Regions from separate parts of the Mus musculus genome. Here regions 1, 2 and 4 are each linked to region 3. Evidence: chromatin contacts called from public promoter capture Hi-C data. All regions are on one chromosome and are shown on one strand. Each heading gives the region's core, a stretch centred on a gene start, on an enhancer-like site or on the middle of the called end of the contact. The rest is flanking DNA. Distances are from core to core; before and after follow the strand shown. Region 1 overlaps Slc20a2 (solute carrier family 20, member 2). Region 2 holds the start of Slc20a2 (solute carrier family 20, member 2). Region 3 holds the start of Nek3 (NIMA (never in mitosis gene a)-related expressed kinase 3). Region 4 holds the start of Defb11 (defensin beta 11).

Evidence for each region. Promoter capture Hi-C pulls out the DNA fragments that hold promoters and counts their contacts.
Region 1: a promoter capture Hi-C map of neural stem cells shows a contact between it and region 3. The contact joins the enhancer-like site here to the promoter of Nek3 in region 3. A contact is called at or near these places in 3 of 39 promoter capture datasets (neural stem cells, neutrophils and pre-B cells), 1 of 484 Hi-C or Micro-C datasets (neural progenitor cells), 1 of 115 datasets of contacts at active chromatin or transcription factors (astrocytes) and 1 of 9 other capture datasets (adipose tissue).
Region 2: a promoter capture Hi-C map of pre-B cells shows a contact between it and region 3. The contact joins the promoter of Slc20a2 here to the promoter of Nek3 in region 3. A contact is called at or near these places in 4 of 39 promoter capture datasets (the C10 cell line, cranial neural crest, liver and 1 more), 2 of 115 datasets of contacts at active chromatin or transcription factors (bone marrow-derived macrophages and double positive thymocytes) and 2 of 9 other capture datasets (adipose tissue and liver).
Region 4: a promoter capture Hi-C map of stem cell-derived epiblast-like cells shows a contact between it and region 3, with 2.5 times the contacts expected there. The contact joins the promoter of Defb11 here to the promoter of Nek3 in region 3. A contact is called at or near these places in 2 of 39 promoter capture datasets (cranial neural crest and stem cell-derived epiblast-like cells).

The regions. Positions count from the first base shown.
Region 1 is chr8:22,564,051-22,566,750 of GRCm38.p6, reverse strand. It overlaps Slc20a2 (solute carrier family 20, member 2), which reads right to left. Exons shown (of 11, transcript NM_011394.3): 9 at 2,537-2,700; 10 at 1,053-1,137. Among named protein-coding and RNA genes, the nearest start is that of Vdac3, 28 kb to the left of the region's middle. Within about 2 kb of position 1,255, at least 79 of the 459 cell types and tissues checked have an H3K27ac peak or open chromatin away from gene starts, as enhancers often do. A contact at or near this core is called in adipose tissue, astrocytes, neural progenitor cells and 1 more, where this site is marked.
Region 2 is chr8:22,475,292-22,477,991 of GRCm38.p6, reverse strand. It overlaps Slc20a2 (solute carrier family 20, member 2), which reads right to left and starts at 1,292. Exons shown (of 11, transcript NM_011394.3): 1 at 1,067-1,292. It overlaps Smim19 (small integral membrane protein 19), which reads left to right and starts at 1,113. Exons shown (of 4, transcript NM_001146117.1): 1 at 1,113-1,486.
Region 3 is chr8:22,165,075-22,167,774 of GRCm38.p6, reverse strand. It overlaps Nek3 (NIMA (never in mitosis gene a)-related expressed kinase 3), which reads left to right and starts at 1,340. Exons shown (of 16, transcript NM_011848.4): 1 at 1,340-1,397.
Region 4 is chr8:21,905,010-21,907,709 of GRCm38.p6, reverse strand. Defb11 (defensin beta 11) reads left to right here and starts at 1,278. Exons shown (of 2, transcript NM_139221.2): 1 at 1,278-1,391; 2 at 2,112-2,336. The coding sequence starts at 1,331. The coding sequence ends at 2,284.

The sequences.
Region 1 (2,700 bases), core at 6-2,505, 400 kb before region 3:
AATGGGAAATTGAGAAGCTAGCTGCCTTTTCCTTGGCACAGAGTAAGCGTGGAGAACAGGGAGATGGCTATCCTCATAGGCCACCCTGTTTTTTGTTAAGTATTTCAGTGAACCCGTGCTTCTTTGGTAATTTGTATTCATTTTTTTGTGGCACTATTGGCTGAACTCAGGATCTCAGTTGTGCTAGGGACACACGCTATCATTATGAGCCGCCCAAGAACCTTTCATTATTTTAAAACCTCCCGACATTGGAGCAGTCCCCGTGGGTGAGCAGTGGGGGTGCCAGTCTCTGCTGGCCTTCCTCCTGTGTACGAGGGAGGGGAACAGCAGAGCACCATGCCAGCCCTGGGTGGGAATGCTTCTTAACCTCTCTCTGCCTCCATTCCCTCATCTGTGAGGCTGGGCAAGTGCTATCTCAACCGTCCTTGCAGTTTGTGAGTGGGTCAACGTCCCGTTGCACTTCCAGCGGTGCCCAGTGGGGGTCGCCTCATACATCAGAGTCAGGTTGGTTGGTATGGTGATGTCTACTGATTGATTACAATTAGGAGGACCCTGTGAACAACTGGACATAATACACCATACCAGCATCAGGAGCTACCTCCTGACCCTCATTTGGAATAGACTCTAAGGCACAAGAGTCAGCCTAAGCGTCATGTGAGGGGAGAACCAGAAGCAGCCACATCTTATAATTGCTCTGAAATAATTTTTGTTTCCTTCTGTTTCTGTCCTGCTCTGAGGTCAGTTCTGCGCAGTGGCAGGAACCGGAGGGCACATCCCATGGGAACCTGCAGTCAGGCTCAGTGCACACACGACTTCAAGGGGAACTTGCAGGTGGGCACAGTGAGGGCACAGGCGAGTGGAAGCTCTCACTGGTGCTGAGGAGGCACAGCCTCAGCACCAGGTGCCTTGCTGGGGACCGGGAAGGATTAGAGGCGGGTGCTAGGGAAACAAACAGGCCTGGCTGTCCCACACCAACCACACGGTGTAGCTGCTTCTTTTCAGACCGACCTGCCACCCCTCAGAATGGCAGTCTCTGGCTGGCAGGGGCCTACCTTGCAGTGCGTGGTGCTGACAGGAAGCCCGATGTTGGAGGCAATCACCACGGTGAAGGCAGAGGCCAGCTCAATAGTGAAGCCACTGTGTGGGGGGGACAGGAAGACAACGTCACAGGAGCTCTTTGTGTGGCCTTGCCGACACCCCGTGGCTGCAGAAGTCTTGCCAGAACATTCTGTAAGCTGGTTGTGGACGGCTGCCTGAGCCAGATGACCATTAGGAGAACAAGACTCTGTTGCTCGCAGCAGGGCAGCGGGCTGTGCAGCTGACGCCCATGACCTTGTTTTCCTAGCATGTTTTCCAACCTGAAGTGTGCAACTGGGTCAGAAATTCCTGCTGTGCAGTAAGATGATAAATTACTCATTTCTACTGGGGCAAAGGAAAGACTAGGTGCTTGTTTTAAACAACGTGTGAACGTATTACAAAAAAGCAATCTTCAGATGACCAATTTAGCAATCTTCAGATAACAAATTTTTTTCAATCTAGTCTTCTAAAATAACCTTTTGTTAGGATGGATCTTAAGGATGGGGAACTGAAAATTGGAAACCAAAGGGAACAGAAATCCCTAAAATAAGTTTAAAAAAGAAACACGGAGAAAAAAAGATTTCCTACAACAGATAGTTCTGAAGTTTAGTTGTATTCTGTCAGCTGAGATCTGCTAGCTAACCTTGAGCCACACAGCCACAGGCTGCTCCACAGGATGACTAACATGACATCTCAGATGTGCATGCCCTGTCCTAAGGACCCTGGAGGATGGCAGGTCTCAGGGCTTGACTATCTGGGGTTAGGCAGGGGCCACGTTTTGGAGTTTGTGCCCCCAAAGGCCCGTATGTCAAAGTGTGGTCCATGGGATGTTGTGAGACTCTTTGGGAAGTGATATAATCTTTAGGTGGGGGTGTCTGGGTCACTGGGGCATATCCTTGAGGGGTGTAGGACTCTGGCCTTTCCTTTGTTTGCTTTTGCTTGCTGGCTATGAGGTGGATTTTGTTTTGTTTGTCTTGTTTTTCCTATGACCCAGGTTGCAGAAGGAGGACAAACTGAAACGGACCTGTGAAAGCACGAACCACAAGGACCTGTCCTATTCAGAACTGCATACCTTGGGTGTTTTGTATTGGCACAGAAAGCCAACAAGAGTAGGAGAGTGGATGTGGCTAGGGAGTTTGGAACAGGCCGGCCCCAGGCTCTAGTTTGCGCCTGTGTCACACTGCATTAGAATGACTGCGGATAGACTGGGAACTACAGCAGCCCCCTAGTTTGCCTTCCCGCTTGCTCCGTCAGGGTAGATGGCCTGGCCAAGGGGAGATAGGATGGGGAAGAAGCTTGCTGGTGGGGAATGAGGCCGGGAGGAATCCCTCTGCGCTTTCTCACATGACCATCGGCTTCGTGAGAGGAGCAGGAGGAAGATCTGATAGGCTGACTTCTGCAGTAAGGCCCACCTCTCTCCTAAGCACGGCCTCCTGAGGCCTCACCTGGGCCTCCTCACCTGGACGGTGTGATGGGCGTGAGGTCCTTCCCCATGGTCTGGATCACTCTTCTGCCCCAAACCCAGAGACCTGTGCAAATGCCAACTCCTCCGTAAAACAGCAGCCAGACTGGAGTAGCAGCTTCTTGTGTAACTCCGCCTTGTTGATATATCAGCCACAAAGC
Region 2 (2,700 bases), core at 43-2,542, 310 kb before region 3:
TTCTATGAACTTCTTTCTAAAGCCACACTAATTTGCTAAGTTATTCTGTGATCAGCACCCTTATTTTCAGAAGAGAAACAACTATTTAAAGCCAACGTTCTACATAGTGGTGCGAGCTAATCAAACTTAAGTATTGAGAAACTGAACAATCTACGCCTATGTAAGAAGTTCCCCTTGAGAATGAACTGATATAAAACATCTATGAACATCTGGCACTGTCCCGGCAAACAGGCAGCAAACACCACGTGTACTACTCTTTCTAATTCTCTAACTTTAAACTCAAACTAAATGGTTTAAAAATTATATAAATGATTGTGTGTATAATATACGTAAACGCACATACACTGATACTACAAAAACATGTTACTGATCCTAAGGGAAGGTGAGTTTGTAATAGGCAAGACAACTTGTGAAAAGTTACAGTCTAATTATTTGCTCTTATCTCTGCACGCCAACTCAAGAGAACCGCTACACTGCGAGCAAGAATGGTAACAAGAAGTCAGATGATCCCGGAGAACTTGCCCTGCTGGAATTGCTAAGCCCTTAAGCACGTGGACAATGGGCCGCTTTATTTGCATGGCCGCACTAACCTGGGGGGACCGACTGATCGGTTTAATGGCGAAACTGCACTCACTCATTAACGATCACCACCTGCCTCACCCTGGAAAACGTAACCTTATTCAAGTCCCCCCACGCAAATGGTGTTTTTCTTTTTTGTTCTTTTTCTTTTAAAAACACCCTAGCCATTCAAGCAAAGATGCGAGAGAGCAGTCGCCTCGGCCTCACAGCCGGGAAGATGAGGAGACCGAGAACCCAGCCAGCCAGCTTCGTCCCGGGAGCACGCGCAGACACCCCGAGACCGCCCCACCGCGGAGGAGCCTCGGCGCCCTCCGGCCTGAGCCCGCCGCTTCCCGCCCGCGCCGACCCGGGCCGCGGCGCGCGGAGAGACGCACCGCCGCGCTGCACCGCGCTGCGCTCGGCTCCCGCCACACGCGGCACGCGGTGCCGCCGCGGCGTCGGGCTCCGATCCCGCACAGAGGGAAGGAAGAAAAACCAATAACAAAACCTGGCTTCTCGTTCCCTCCGGAAACCGCGGGCCGGCAGGAAGTGACGAAGGCGAGGTCGTCCGGTCCGCTGGGTCTCGGCCCGCGCTCCCCGCCCGACTCCCGGAACAGCCCGAGCGGAGCGGAGCGGCTCGGCGCGGCGGCCTCCGCACCTCAGCAGCCGCCGAGCGCCCGCCCGCCCGCTCTCCCGCTCGCTCGCCCGCCCGCGCGCGGCTGCGTCACCGCCCCGCCCCCGTCCCGGCCCCGCCCCGTCCCGTCCAGTCCGGGCCCAGCCGCGGGCTGCGAGCTGCTGCGGGTCAGATCCCGACCTGGGTGTCTCTGCGGGCGGAGTGAGCGGGGCGGCTGCAGCGTGCCTAGGGTCCCCGGAGCCCGCAGAGACGCCGGCGGGAGCGTGCGGCGTCCCGTCGCGGGAGGACTGTCCTGTATGTCACCTGGAACAGATTGCACAGGCTCGGGGGAGGGGGGCGGCGGCTGGAGGAGGCCAGGTTTGGGCGTCAGATCTGTGTGCCACCTCTGCGCCTCCCGTTCCCCGGGTCCCTGTGGCCTTGGGATCTCAGAGCCACCACTGTCACCTGTTATTGAGTTGCAGTGCGTCAAAGCAGGATGGGTGCAAAAAGAAAAAAAAAATTACTCGAACGTGTACTGCGCAGTCCACAGGCCTCAGCTATGCTCCGTCCTCTAGGATGGGGTGAAAGCCTGTGACCTTGTTCCCGTCTGTTTTAGGACCTCAAACGTCGCAGTGCTTCAGAGAGTCAGGAGAATGAATCTTCCCCTCATGGTGTTTGGGTTCCGTTGTTAGAAATTATGTGTAGTCTGAATTTCCGTGAGAGAGTAACAAAAGTCCCACGTGAGAGGCAGAAAATAGCATTCCAAGCGAGGTGGCAGGTTCTAGAACGGAGTGGACAAACTTTAAAACTTAGGATAATGTCTCATGATTACCTGAAAAGGATTTTGTCACCCAAAAGGAGGTCAGCCTTAAACTAAATCCCGATGGATGCGTTTTTTGATGTCATGATCTCTTAATATGCGTGTTTAACCTGCAGCTTAAATCAGCTCCATCTAGCTAGCATCTTTCTAATGCAATAATAGTTTAAACATTACATCACCGGACAGCTGAGGGAAGATGTCAGTTTTCCCATAAGAGCCCAGAATGTCACTCTCAGCATCAATCTACTAGAGCATTAACTTGCCTGAAATGAACCAACCCCTGGACATTTTACTTTAGACTGAAGGGGAAAGGCGCATATCCTCACACTTGGTTAGGTTACACAAAGTGCGTGGGAGGCGTGGTTAAAGTACCTCCATGTCTGCACTGTGGACTCTGAACTCTCCATTCCTGACTCTTCCAAAGCGTGGCCTTGATGGTGTCAGGACTAGCAGGAGAGGCCTAGCTTCAGTGCAGACCCTTTAAACTGTGGGTCTAAGGAAACTCATCCACCCAGGACCTGTGGAGCAGCGGTGTTATTGCATACTATGGATGGTTTTATAGAATCTGTTTTGCCATCCTGGGTCAGCAATGGTTAGAAAAGCTTTTTCTAAGTATGATTAAAGTGTAATATAGTAGGAAGCCATCAATCTCTGGGTAGAAGTATATTATTCACACCATGGCAGGTGGACAGGGTTGTGTCGAAAACCT
Region 3 (2,700 bases), core at 91-2,590:
CCACCACAGGTGGTCTGTACCACACCCACTTTTCCCCCGGTATCTTCTTTCTTTTGTTTAATTCCCACCCATTGAGATTTATTTATTTTTATGTGCATGTATATCTATGCACCACATGAGTGCAGTACCCTCAGAAGCCAGAAGAAGGTGTGAGGCCCCTTGGAGAAACTGACAGTTGTAAGCTGCCACAGGGAGCTGGGAATTGAACCTGGGTCTGTCCTTCCCTCCAGGGATTTCCAAAACCAAGTCATTTTTGGTTGTCAAGCTAGTGGTTCACACACGTAATCCCAGCAGAGGTGGCAGACCTGTGCTTTCCAGGCTGGTCTAGCCTTCGTAATGAAAACTATCTCCAAAAATAAAACAGATGGGGAGACAGCATAGTGAGTACCGGCATCAGTTGGTGGACAGAGAGAGCCCCGAGACACAACAGCCCCAGCAAAGAATCAAGAGTCCCAAATGTGGACAGTGCTGCAGCTGAGGAACCCTGATAGATTCCTCTCCTCTCCTCTCTCAATGCTACTTAATGACTTACACTGCCTGATAAACCACCTATTCCAGCAATTGACTTGTAGGTTTCCAGTGTCCCTTTCTACCCTGCCTCCCGCCCCCTCAGGGTCTAGTTCCCTGCTTCCCTGCTGTACATTTGACTGTAGCCTGGTTGGCCATTGGACCCTCTGCCTAACATCTTGGGGGTGTCTGGGTCTGCTGTCCTGTGATTTGAATTTCTTCTACAAACATTAGTTCCATCTGGGATCAGTAGGGAAGGGGAGAAGGGGAGGGTGGGGTGAACAGTCTCGTCAGTTGAGGCCAGATTTTGGTCTCATTCCTGCCTTTTGTTCCTTTATTCTGCACCCCTAAATGTTAACACTTGAGACAGTCCTGACTTGCCTACCAGGAACTTGCTCTGTAAACTAGGTTGGCGTCCAATTCTGGATCTCCTGCCTCAGCTTTCCGAATGCAGGGATTACAGACATCCTACCACGTCCTGGTACAACTAGAATCTTAATAACTTTCTGCTATTTCCGGGAAGAAATACACATTTCAGAATGAGATGCATTATTTTGGGGTGGTGCATTATTTTGTTTTTCACTTTTTCCAAAGTCATACAGTAAATGCTAGCAGTGTCCCTGTGGAATTTATGTTTGTTGTCTGTCTGCCTAATCTGGAGCAATAACTCAAATTACTGGGGGCACCGGTTCAAAACGTTAGCAATATCCTACCGCAAGGTGGCAAAACAGCTTTAAAACAGCTCTTTGGGGCTCAGCTACTCAGAGAACAGCGCCTAGGGCCAGACCTCAACAGTTTCCTCTGCCCACAGCTAGGGGCACGCCCCGCCCACGCCCCGCCCACTTCCCAGGCCTCGCAAGGAGCGGAGAAGCGACGCACGCCGCTGGGAGGTGGGTGAAGGGAGCTGTACGGGTCGGCCGCGGTGGAGAGAGGAGCGGGTGGAGCCTCTTGCCCCCCCCCCCCCCGCCCCCTAAGCCGCCGGTCGGCGCTCGCCCGCTGCGGGGCGACGGCCAAATGTGGGCGCATCACTCAGCCCGTAGGCTGTGCGCCCCAGTCGCTGAGTTCGGTGCGCGCATGCGCGTCGGAGACTGCTCGTGCGGCTGAAGCGGAGCAGCTTCGGGAGGGTGGGTGTTTTGGTAGGGAAAGGTTGGTGGGTCTCCAGGGTGTGTGTCCTGGGATCTCTGTCTAAACTGACCCCGCTTCTGGGCACTTGCAAATCACTTTAGGCTCTTTTAAACAATTGGTTTATCTTTATTAAAGGCGTATTTGTTTATAAACACTGGAAGGAACCCATCAGCTTTCGCCACACCTAGTGTAATAAGGCTTGTGTTTATGGGTGTAATACTGGCTATCGAACACATGGAGATTAAAAATACTAACTTGATTTTTCAGTCAAGGAAAGCCTGGTTGCTCATCAGTCATTTTGATAGCATAGGTAAAAGTCCTCAGGCACCAGGAACAGGAAAAAAGCAATTGAAACCAGAGACCACTTAAGACCCCTGTGAAGACCAGTGTGAAGGGCTTGGTTGTTTTCTTCTAGGTTTTTATTGGTTGGGGGGGGGGGGGAGCGGTGGGGGGACAGCCCCCATTTGTAGCCCTGGCTGGCCTGAAACCCATGGTGTGAATTAGTTGACTTTGGACTTAGCAGTGGTTACAGGCTGTGATTCACCAACTTCTGCCTCCTGAGTGTCATAGGTCTGTTACTTGTGTCTGGGTGTGTTCAAATGCCTCACTCCTGGAAACACGGCGTTGGATTTGGTTATATGGAGGATTTGTTGCTATAGTCTCCTGGTAACTCTGTGATAGACTGGAAAGCAAACTGGAAGGCACAGTCTATTTGTTTGGCTAGTTTTTGAGACAGTGGCTGGCCTGAGACCCATGGCGATCATCTTGCCTCTGCCTCTTAAGTGCTAATCTTACAGGTGTTGACTACCCAACCCCAGCTACGGACTAGAAGCTTTGCAGGTCCTAGCAGGGTTTGATCTTCGATGTTTGTACTACATCTTGTGCTCTACATTTTACAGCTTGTGGGTGGTTTAAATAAATAAATAAATAAAAACAATTTAGCTTTGTGAACGGAAAAAAATCAAGTAATTCATGCCAGTATTTTTCCTGTGATGAAAAAAGTGTATGAGTTCTAAGTGTAGGCGTCTCCCACAACTTCTATCCCACCCGTGTAGTCCAGGGTCTTTA
Region 4 (2,700 bases), core at 29-2,528, 260 kb after region 3:
TAGAAATCAGAAGGACAAATACTTGGGACCAGCCAGAGACCTGGGGTAGGGAAGGCTAACTGTAGTTTATGGGGATGACCCTAGTTAAGACTCCTAGCTTCTGAGGATGTGGAAACTGATGTGGCCACCTCCTTTAGCCAAGTAGGAATTCCAGCAGAGATAGGGGCCATCATCCACAACACCTTCAATTCAAAATTTCTCCTACCTACACCATCTACAGAGATAAAGAGTGAGCAGAGATTGAGCAAATGACCAACCAATGAGTGGCCCAACCTGAGACCTATCCAATGTGAGAGAGCTAACTCCTGACACTATTCATGATACTCAGCTATGCTTGTCCACAGGAGCCTAGCATAACTGTTTCATAAGTGGCTTTGCTCATCAACTGATAGAAACAGATACACAGACACACATCCAAACACTAGATCAAGTTCAGAAGAAATCTTGTAGAAGAGTGGAGGTGAGAATTGATGGAGGTGAGGGGGTCTAGGATACACAAGAAACCCTCCAGGGTCAACTAACTTGGGCTCATGGGAGCTAACAGAGATTGAACCATCCACCAAAGAGCATGCAGGTACTGGATCTAGGTCCCTACACATTTGTATTTGCTGTGAAGCTTGGTTTTCATGTGGGTGGCCTAACAATTGATGTGGGGACTGTCTCTGACAGGGTTGCCTCCCTTTAGATCCTTTGCCACTAGCTGGCTTCCTTGTCTGTTCCCTGAGAAAGAGGATGTGCTTAGTCCTGCTGTGACTGATTATCCCAAGGCAGGGTGGTGTCCAAGGGGGATTTCATTTTCTCTGAGGACAAGGGTAGCAAGTTTAGGTGGGAGGGATTTGGTAGGGTGTTGCTGGGAGGAGAGGAGAGAGGGGGCTGTGATCAGGATGTAAAGTTAATTAATTAATTAATTAAAAAAAAGGGAAAGGCTGCTACTGAGAAAGAACTCTCATCCCTCTATCACCTTACCTTCTCTTAAGAGAGGGGTTCCAGCTGAGCTACCATGTAGGAACATAGGCTTTCAGGCTTCTTCCTCCTTTTCCTGATTTGATTCATATGCTATGTTGTCAGAGAACATTCAGACTCTCTAAGCAGAAAGTTACAGCAATACATGCTTGAGGCAATAAAATAGAGCTTCCAGAATGAAAGCAAAATCTCTGCAGAGCTTAGCATGAACACATATTAACAGCACTGGAAATGCCTCAGGACACACAGCAGGAGGGAGAGTTAATGAGCTTCACTCACAGTGGCAGGCAACCCTCTGGATTCCTGAGATTTTCAGTCCTGCTGTAGTCACTGACTCTCTGGAGTCTGAGTGCCCTTTCTACCAGCCATGAGGACTCTCTGCTCTCTGCTGCTGATATGCTGCCTCCTTTTCTCATATACCACTCCAGGTAAGCCTGAGGGCCTTCAGCACCTGCTCAGGACTGGGGACACGGACACAGAAAACTGGAGCAGGGAGAAGCTGTGATCCTGGCAGGGATTTGGACCTATTCAGGAGCAGACCCAAGTCCTATGCCTGACATGGAGGAAAGTCTTGTAGCAAAGGGATTCTTCTTCATCTTCAGTGAAGCTCCTCACACACACACACACACACACACACACACACACACACACACACACACACACACACACAGAGGCCAGCTTCTGGTCCACAGACAGGCATTTCCATATTCACCCAAGTCACTGAAAGGTCTTCCCCATGTGCCCTGACTCAGGGCATGTGCCACTACTCCTGCAACAGGGACTGGGACCCATCTGTCTAAAGAGGAGATATGGAGCACATCAGAATAAGTTCCTGGTGCAGTTATGCCTGTAGCATTAAGAAATATTGTATATGGCATCTTAGACACAATAGTAAGCTGAAGTAGTCAGTGTATTTGGGAAGAAGCTTGAGTCTAAACATAAAAGCTACACTCATAATTATGCTTCTCATTCTTCCAAAATGTGTGATTTCATTACCCGTCTTCAAGGTTCAATTCCAAGACAATTGCTTGGAGGAGAAAATTGCCCCATGAACTTAGACATGTTATCTAGCTTGTATCCAGAAAAGTTTCTCAAATATTTGGCATTATAGCTATGACTCTAAAGGATATTTGCTCTCTCCTTTGCAGCTGTTGGAGATCTAAAACATCTTATACTCAAAGCACAACTTGCACGGTGCTACAAGTTCGGAGGGTTCTGTTACAATTCCATGTGTCCTCCTCATACCAAGTTTATAGGTAACTGTCACCCAGACCACCTCCACTGTTGCATAAACATGAAAGAATTGGAAGGAAGCACATAGAAGCCAAATGACAGATGTGTAACTGATGTTTTAATAAAGGAAACATTTCTTTAAGCTTATCTACTTCACATCCTATTGAAAAGTGTGTTTTGGTTTAGAAAAGATTAAGATTATCCAAGGCTAATGTCCAAGCTTAGAACATGAGAGGGGGCATTCCCAAAATCCTGCCTAGTCCTGAGTAATGATTTGAGTAATGTCACTCTTATGTGAATTGATGGCCAAACCACATGTGAGCAGTGCAGAAGAACCCCTTAAGACTGGATAGGGAACACAACCCTCACGCCTCCTGTGGTCTAACAGAGGGTAACTCTTCCATAGTCTCAAATTTAAGTAAGGCTTTGTTTGCAGATCTAGGGCTTACAAGACTTAGGGCAGTAGGTGGCAGTTGTATTAGAACCTCATTTATAACAGTAAGA